Regions from separate parts of the Rattus norvegicus genome. Here region 1 is linked to region 2. Evidence: chromatin contacts called from public Hi-C data. All regions are on one chromosome and are shown on one strand. The core of a region is the stretch at or near the end of the contact, and the rest is flanking DNA. Distances in the headings are between cores, read along the strand shown.

The links. A called contact is a pair of places that touch in the nucleus more often than the background predicts.
Region 1: a contact with region 2 is called in a Hi-C map of Schwann cells, with 9 times the contacts expected there. The contact joins the enhancer-like site here to the promoter of Gng11 in region 2. A contact is called at or near these places in 2 of 12 Hi-C or Micro-C datasets (Schwann cells and psoas muscle).

What each region holds. Positions count from the first base shown.
Region 1 is chr4:33,427,922-33,432,077 of GRCr8, reverse strand. No RefSeq gene overlaps it. Among named protein-coding and RNA genes, the nearest start is that of Col1a2, 89 kb to the left of the region's middle. Within about 2 kb of position 2,772, at least 16 of the 93 cell types and tissues checked have an H3K27ac peak or open chromatin away from gene starts, as enhancers often do. A contact at or near this core is called in Schwann cells, where this site is marked.
Region 2 is chr4:32,974,571-32,979,043 of GRCr8, reverse strand. Gng11 (G protein subunit gamma 11) reads right to left here and starts at 1,363. Exons shown (of 2, transcript NM_022396.2): 1 at 959-1,363. The coding sequence starts at 1,054.

The sequences.
Region 1 (4,156 bases), core at 1,523-4,022, 450 kb before region 2:
TTCTAACTCCTCCTTTGGGGGCCCCATTCTCAGTCCAATGGTTGGTTGAGAGCATCTGACTCTGTATTTGTCAGGCTCTGGCAAAGCCTCTCAGTACACAGCTATTATCAGGCTCCTGTTAGCCTGCATTTCTTGGCATCCACAATATTGTTTGGGTTTGGTGACAGTATATGGGATGGATCCCCGGATGCGACTCCTTGAAGGGATTGACATAAGGGGCCTGTCTCTGGAGGAACTTTGTACAGGACCCTTCCTCGTCCTCGGGGCTCCCCGTGGGTGATGGGCAGTCCTGTTTGGTCGAGCATCCATGGGGTGTTCAGAGAGATGGCGAGGCTGCAAACTGACTTCTTAAGTGCTGCTTCCCTATAAGACTGAGGGAATTGGGAGTGGGGATAAAGGGTGTGCTGCTCTCTGTGGGACTGACCGTAGATCTTAAGAGCGTGCTTTCCAGCGAGGGAGACCCTATTCTGACCGCACATTACTTTAAGCTAACGTGGCAGACTGGCTGGGAGGTGGCTACTGGAGCAGGGCCCTGAAACACTGAGTAATTCTAGGATGGCTGGGACTGAAGGCGGCATTCCAGACACTTCCACGTTGCCTTAATGCTTAAAAAAAGAGGAAAAGAAAAAAATATCCGTCCACTCCCCAGGCCAAGTAGTGGGAGGCAGAGCCTTGGCTCAGAAACAAGACCCATCCCTTTTATGGAAGGACATTGCTGGAAAGTTCCACCACAGAGGGAAGCTGGGGCTAGCTCTGTATACTTTACTGAAGGGGGGGAGGACCACTTGAGGAGGCGACTGATGCGGGTGGGAGTGGTCGAAGGGAGCCCCGCTTATTTTCCTCCAGATTCTCTATCTACGTCATTCTTGACTTATGAGAAAGGCTTGAAAGCCATTGTCGAATCTCCTCCGAGGAAACGACTGAACACTTTTAGGGAACTTCCAGAGTTGTGTTAGGAACTGTGGATTGCCGAAGAAAGGGAAGGAAACAAAAAGAAAAACAAAAACAAAACAAAACAAAAAAACAGAACATGGGATTTAAAAGAAGCAAAACGAAATTTATCGCATACCAAATTCTATGTCTAACGAAACAGCACAGCCAAGAAAAACTGGCCGCTGTCACTGTCCTCTGGATGGGTGTTTATTTATTGGAGAAGACGAAGCTACAATTAAAGGAGGGAAGGGGCCCACGTCACGATGTTATTGGAGTCAAGCAGATTGACTGCCTGGAGTGACAGGCCTGGCTGTGTGGAGCACGGAGGCCACGGGTGGGGTCAGAGACTCGAGAACATCCAAAGCACAGACGCAGCCTGAGTATCGATTTTAAATTGAATTCCAGGTTTTAGTGCAATTAAAAGCTACTGCGAGGATTTGAGGAGAGAAATGGTTTGATCAAATTATTAGAGCAGCATGGTTTTTATATTAATTAAGACGGACCAGGGGGATGAGAGGATCAGCAAGCGAGGTAATTCACTAACCGAATAAGCTCGGGAGCCCAGAAGGCCTTTGTGAAATCGACAAATTAAAGCTACAGTGTTGTCTGACATTACAGGCAAGAAATGGTTTTTTTTCTCCCTTCATTAATTTTATCTGATTCACTCAACTTGTTAGTTCTGACAGACTCGGATCATCAGCCTGATTACTTCCCTTTCATCCGTCTATAAACACCAGCACCACACCGTTTGTTTTGTTCGGTTATGGGTATGTTCTGGTCCACAGGTGAAGCAAAAATGACAAGCGAAATGTGCGGATGAAGGGTATGGGGTTGTTTTACTACCTTATCTCAAAGAGGGGAGTTTGTGTGTCTTTCCCTCATCAACAGCCTTAGTCCGATTGGGGATTTTTAGTCTGAAATCTGAATGTGCTTATCAGCTGGGAAAAATCTGACATTTATCGTCATTTATCGTGTGTGTGTGTGTGTGTGTGTGTGTGTGTGTGTGTGTTTGTGTATGTATGTATGTGTGTGAGAGAGAGAGAGAGACAGAGACAGAGACAGAGAGCCAGATAGACAGATAGACGAGAGACAGAGAGACAGAGACACATAGAGAGAGACACACAGAGAGAGACAGAGAGAGAAAGGGGGAGAAAAATTGGCAGTATTATTGAGCAACAAGTTTGCTTATTTATTGCTTCAATCCACCCCCACCCCCCCACTCCAGGTTGCAGACTTTCTCATGAGCCCCCAAGGGACATCTGGCTAATTTTTAAAAGATAATTTTCCAAAGTACTGCCTCTCACCATAGAAAATGCCATCGAATATGCCACGTAGGTTTTCTGGGTCATAAAGGCTGAGGAAAACCAGTTGGTTACGTTTGCAGCTTTTTTCTTTTTGCGGTTCTGGGTGGTACAGCCCAGTTGCCAACGTTATCCGTTCCTCCTTCTGGGAACAGCCTTAATTGTACTTGGCTTGGCTGACACAAAAGGCCTCTGAAAAATATGAGGCTGATCCCTCTAGTGTTGCTTTGTGAAGACTACAGTACTGAGTACTGGATAGAGGAACACAGCGGCAGAGTGCAGAGAGTGGCTGGAAAATCAATCTGCTTTAAAACACATTGTTGCAATGTCTTTCTACAAAATGTCATGGAACAGTACAGGGTTTCTAGCCAGAGAAAATGCAGGCCCGTTGCTACATCTGCAAGGACAGGATGGATGTTCATTGTTGAGACTTACCAGAAGGAACAGGAAAGAATTGAAATCATGTTGGCCAGAGTTACCAGAGGAGCCAGAGCAACTAAACTTGCCTTGCTTTCAGAAATGAATTCACAATCCTGGTTAGGACTGTCTGGCTACATTTACAGGCTTCCACCGTCATAAAAAGAGATGAGATTTCATACACTTCTGCAATCTTTCTCTGACGCCCCCTGATGTTCATACCCTTGTATGTATCTTCTTCCTGTTTTTCTTTGACATTTTCTTTTACGTTCAGACATTTGTTAAACTGCTCTTCTGTTCCAGACACCGAAGATAGAAAAATGATAAGATACAGTCACTTGCCTGGACATACTTTATCATCCCTCTGGGTGACAAACTCTTAGTGACAATAGAGATTTATATGTACTGCCCAGGACACAGGGGAAATGGTATTAATTATTAACGCTAGTTATAGTTATCAAGGAAGATGAGAGATTTGAGCTGTGGTCTGAAGCATAAGCAGATGTTAGAGTCCTCATTAGAGGCAATTCATTGTTGGACATCATTGACTGATCCTTGGTCAATACCAGTTTGGTCCAGTTTCTGGGGAAATCCATTATGTGCTATGGGCAGCTAGTTTTTTTTTTTTTGTTTTTGTTTTTTCTTGTTTTTTTTTTTTTTTTTGGTTTGTGTGTGTGTGTGTGTGTGTGTGTGTGTGTGTGTGTGTGTGTGTTTTGTTTGTTGATGATGATATAAGCCTCAGTTCTTCCTCCACAGCAATTCTTTTCTGTTCCAGTGTCCCTTACTCTGCATGTGCAATAAAAGGAGCTCCATGGCAGAAAGGCCAGCTCTCCCTTAAAGGAACGTAAAATAAAACTGGGTGCTTTTAGACTGCAGCAGCTCTGGGTTCCAGCAGAAAGGGGGTGGGTGATAGTGTCACAAGGGGGACCCTGATCCCTTGTGGAGATAGAAGTGGGGTCTGTTAGAGGGAGTCAAGTTATTAGAAATGATTTTATTTTAGAGTCTCTTTCGGTTGTAAGAGCCTATAAACAAAATTTCATATTTATGTCTAAAAAGGACTAATTACCCCAGAGAGTCTTGATGAGCTCAAACCCACCTTGTAGCCCAGCACACATGATATAGTCACCAGACATCACCTTACAAATCCTTTAGAAAAATGACACCCCGCCATGGTCATCCTGTTATTGGCAATGAGGTTGATAGGGAAATTCATAAGCATGCAGGCAGTTTACAAAGGCTCTCTTGGCTTGTAGCAAAACAAATCAAGATCATTTTTGTATATTACATAAGACATATTATCAACAGTCACTGCATTTACATTTGGACATGTGCAGTCAAAACCAAACCACAGTCACAAAGTCTAGGAGCATATTAAGGGTCCTAAGAAATTGTGGGATGCAAAATTAGGCCATGATTCAGTGTGAATGAATGTCAATAGAGTATGCAAACTATATTTTATATGCTGTTAAGGGTAATGCTATTATTGTTTTATGAAGACTTAACTC
Region 2 (4,473 bases), core at 114-2,613:
CTGGCATGGGGTGGGGGGATGTGGATCTGGGAGAGGGCAGACTGACCAGGACCATAAAAACGTAAAAGTAATAATAATAAAAGAAACAACGTCAGTTCAAATTTTCTTGCTCCGGGGGAAAAGAATACTTTTCTTCAAAGTGAACAAACTATCCAAAAGCCTTTTTCTAAACTACGGATTTCTTGACAGAGAGGGAAAAGAAGTTTAATGTAATAAAGGCCCCTGCCACCAGACAAAAATTGAAGTAGAAATTCCAAGTTATCCATGGAATTTCAGTGAAGACTCCTGAGTGTTTTTTTCTTGACTGGCCAAGGTGGCCTGGAACTCTTGACCCTCCTGCCTCCACCTCCTAAGTGACTGAGAATTATAGGCATGTACCACCACATCCAGCATGTAGCTAGTTGTTTAGTTAGTTAGTTAGTTAGTTAGTTTAGTTTGCAGCCATATGCCGTGCAGTATAAACAAAATTACGTGTTTATAAGTAAATACAGAAAGCACGATATTAATCATTTCACACACTTACAAGACAAATTGGAAATTGCACACAATTGGTAAATAACGGAAACTCAGGCAGCTTGCTCTCAAGACCCAGTGGAATCAGGGTCTTCACAAAATCAAAGCTAAAGTTGGGGGATTTTGAAACGTGGCTTTAGAAAATTTGTCATCCACGATCCTCTGCAGGATGGAAGGTAGCTGCCCGTTTTGGGATTTGTTTGTCTCCCCTGTTTGGGACTGTGTCTTGATGACATTTGGCTTTATATATAAATCCCTTCTTAGTTCCTGGTTCTTCTCACCTTTTGCAATTTCCCCATATTATTTAGCAGCTGCCAGCCTCCTTAAAGCCCCCTTAAAGAGAAGCTTCCAGAAGAAGAGACACCCCCTCCCCCATAGTTTATTCTGGTAATCCTGACCTTGGCTCATTTCTGAGAGGGGATTCTGGAATAGGCAGCCAGCTTACCTGTTGTCTCTGCAACTTCACTTCTTTGCGAAGTTGCTCAACCTCCATCTTCAGTTTTTCCTTTTCCGGCAGATCCTCAATGTGAAGGGCGGGCATCTTTGCCCCAGAGCTGGGCCCAGAAGTCACTTGTGCAAGGCAGCCACTGGAAGCGCCTAGAACTGGGACGCTTCCCCAAATACCGGCGGGCCGAGGCTACCCGCCCTCCGTGCGCAGGACGTGACTGGCTCGAACCGCAGCTCTCAGCTCCCCGGGGGCTCAGCTTCCTGCCCAAGCCTGCTCCCGATGGCCTTTCCCAGACTCCAAGCAACCTCAGGGCGGCTTCTCCAGGCTCTACCAGCCCTTTAGCCTGGCAGCTTGCAGAGGGTTAAGTTTGAGACATCTTCCTGGCTGCTCCTGGAAGGCTGCAGACCCTGCAGAACCAGGTCACAGATCTGGGCAGGACTGGCTCAGGACCCTTGCCACGCCCAGGGGAGTTGCTGCTGGGCTGGAGACAAAAGTTTTACTTTTGTTCCTTTAGTGTGTGTGTGTGTGTGTGTGTGTGTCCATGTCCAACTTACATCCGGGTTTTGTTTAAAGCCAGGAAAAGGACACTCACTACTCAGCAGGAAATAACTAATGGTCCTTCACCTCTCCAAGTTTTAAAAATACACAGCATGTAACTTTTCCATATGCGTAGTGGGAAAGTGGATATTTGGGGGAAAAGAGAGAGTAACATGGAACCTAGCTAGGTTTCAGAAGCATACACTAGAATTGTGTTGACACATTCCATATGGCTTCCTAAAAGCTCAAAAAGGCCTTTCACAAAAATATGTTTAGAGGAAAGAAGCGGTTTGAGATGCGGGTGTTTCCTGTCGTTAAATGACCATCTGAATTCTCAATAATAGAATTTCACTTTTGGGGAAGGAAGATGCTGTGTAACTCTGGGAGGATAAGAGGACACCACGAGAAGTCTAACCAAGGCTCAAAACCCCCTCCAGAGTTTCTACCACCCCTTCAAGGCTTGGGAATAACCCTCTACAGGAAGGGGAAAAGGGCAGTTTTCTTGCTTTTAAAGTTTTGAATTCCTGGCGGACTTCCTTTTCTGGATGTCAGCAGCAGAGTCACTTAGGAGAGTTTTTCCTACATTCTGGAAAGCGTGGTTCACAAAGTGCAGCCTTGGACAGCCAGGAAAGTGTCTACTGGGAAATATTTAAGCAGGCAAGGTCAACCTTTCACTAGTTCCCTCGGTCATAGTGCTCAAAGACGAGAAGTAAAGTACAATGTATATGAAGGAAACCTGCCCTTGCTGTACATCACGTCCCTTTTTTCCCAGAGACAACCTCCCAACTAATTTGAATGAAGAGTGGAGCCCTTAACTGAATCAGGATACCCGACCTCAGACACCCGTTATTGTTTAGTGAGCACGAACTTTGCACAGTTTCTCACTAGGCTCTGCTGACCATACTCGCTGAATATATTAACATGAAAAGGACAATGTGCTATTTAATGAGTGCTGCTTGGTACTCCTTCCAACTCTCCCCAAAGCCAGCAGAGTGAAAGTCACTGCAAGTTTTCTAATTTTAAAATTATGAGTCAGGGAAGGGAGTGAGATGCTGAGGTATGTGGTGCCTCTACGACGACCTAAACACGTTCAATCTTTTTCACAAAGGAAATATTTAGACGCCCAACTTTCTGTATTTGAATTACCAGAATCTTGCAGGTTTAGAGTTGGACTATCTGGCCAAGTTTGGCTTGTTAGTGAATTGTCAAAACAAACTCATGTCTGTCTGAAGAGCCCAGTCCTTGTTTTAAACCCCCTATTTCTTAACTTGAAAAGGTTGGCTAAAAATAGCTTAAGGAAAGCTAGTGAAAGTAACTTAGATGAACGTGGGCTAAAGAAAATAAATCCTATACCAAAATTAGGTAAGTTGGGGTTGGGGATTTAGCTCAGTGGTAGAGCGCTTGCCTAGCAAGCACAAGGCCCTGGGTTCGGTCCCCAGCTCCGAAAAAAAAAAATTAGGTAAGTTGGAGAAGAAAATAAAAGTACGTATGTCTGCATTAAATGATAGACTATTTTGGCTGGTAAATCTCTTCTTTGTTAATCAGCTAGTTTCGTGCAGGGATACATGTTTATAAATCCGTATTGGTTCGTGAGCATTTTCCTCAGTATATGAGACTTCAGTTTTATGTATTCATCTATATTTTTGCTTTCGTTCTCAGAAAATTCACAGCATACCTTTCTGAATGAGGTAATCTAAAATGTGAAAATGTTTCATCGTTAATTTGGTTTTGAGTGGTAAAATGATGATGTAACTTTAAAAATATTGGAGGGACCTGTAGACATCTAACTTTAAGTCCTGAGTTCACCTTCCAGAGATGAGTTACAGTAAGGAGACTTCTTAAGTATCCTTATGGGGAGGCTCCATCACCAATATTCCAAAGGAGTGCCATTGGTTTTAGCTCTTTCCTTCCTGTCACTGTTACTGCCATTGTTCTGAGGACTCAGTGTTTCATACATGCTAAGTATGTAACATTTAAAAAGTTATATTTTGTTAAAAAACAATTAAGTGTGTACTGGCTGATTCAACTGTGGTTACAACTTTACACTTGCATTACTCCATGAAAAGGTTATTTAGAGAGTAGTATGAGTGTGATATTAAGTCATACCATAAGGAAACTACAGTTGTAGACAGAATAAATTTCCCTTAAGCATCTCACAGCCTTCTGGCCAAAATCTATAGCAATCTGGTTAATAAATAAAAAAAATGGTAGGGAGATGAGGACTTAAATTCAGATCCCTAATAAGCATGTAAGACCAGAGTAGTGGAGCTTGTTATTAATCTATAGTGGGTTGTAACAGATAAAAGTGGATTCCTGGAGCTTCCTGGCTAACTAACTACTCAGTCTTGCAAGATGAGAAGTTCTGTGTTCAGTTTAAGAATGCATCCCAAGCCCCCAGAGACTAAACCACCAACCAAAGAGTATATCATTTGGATCCATGGTTCCAAATACTTATGTAGCAGAGGATGGCCTTATCTGACATTAGAGGGAGGGGAGGCCCTTGGTCTTGTGGAGGCTTGGTGCCCCAGCATTGGGGGATGCTAGATTGGTGAGCAAGAGTGCATGAGTGGTGGAAGAAGACCCTCATAGAGGCAAAGGGGAGGGGGGAGAGGGGATAGGATGTGGGGGTATGGAGGGGTAACTGGGAGGGGGGTATCATTTGAAATATAAACGAATAAAATAATCTTTAAGAAGGAAAAAATCTATCGCAAAAACGTGAGGTGTACATACGTTTGTGCAGTAACGGTGCCAGAGTTGTGGGAGGGACCACTTGTACTGAAGGCTGGCTCCGCACGAGGAAATTTGTGCTAGGTAGTACAAATCTGTATGAACAAAACTCATGTGGTGGTTGTTGGAGAGGTCATAGTCTTTGAGGGTAACTTAATAATATTACTTAGCTAAACTGGTATACAGTCAAACAGCCTTCCAAGAAAAGTTTCTATTCGTAGACAAGTGCTACTCTCAGTCTGGACCAG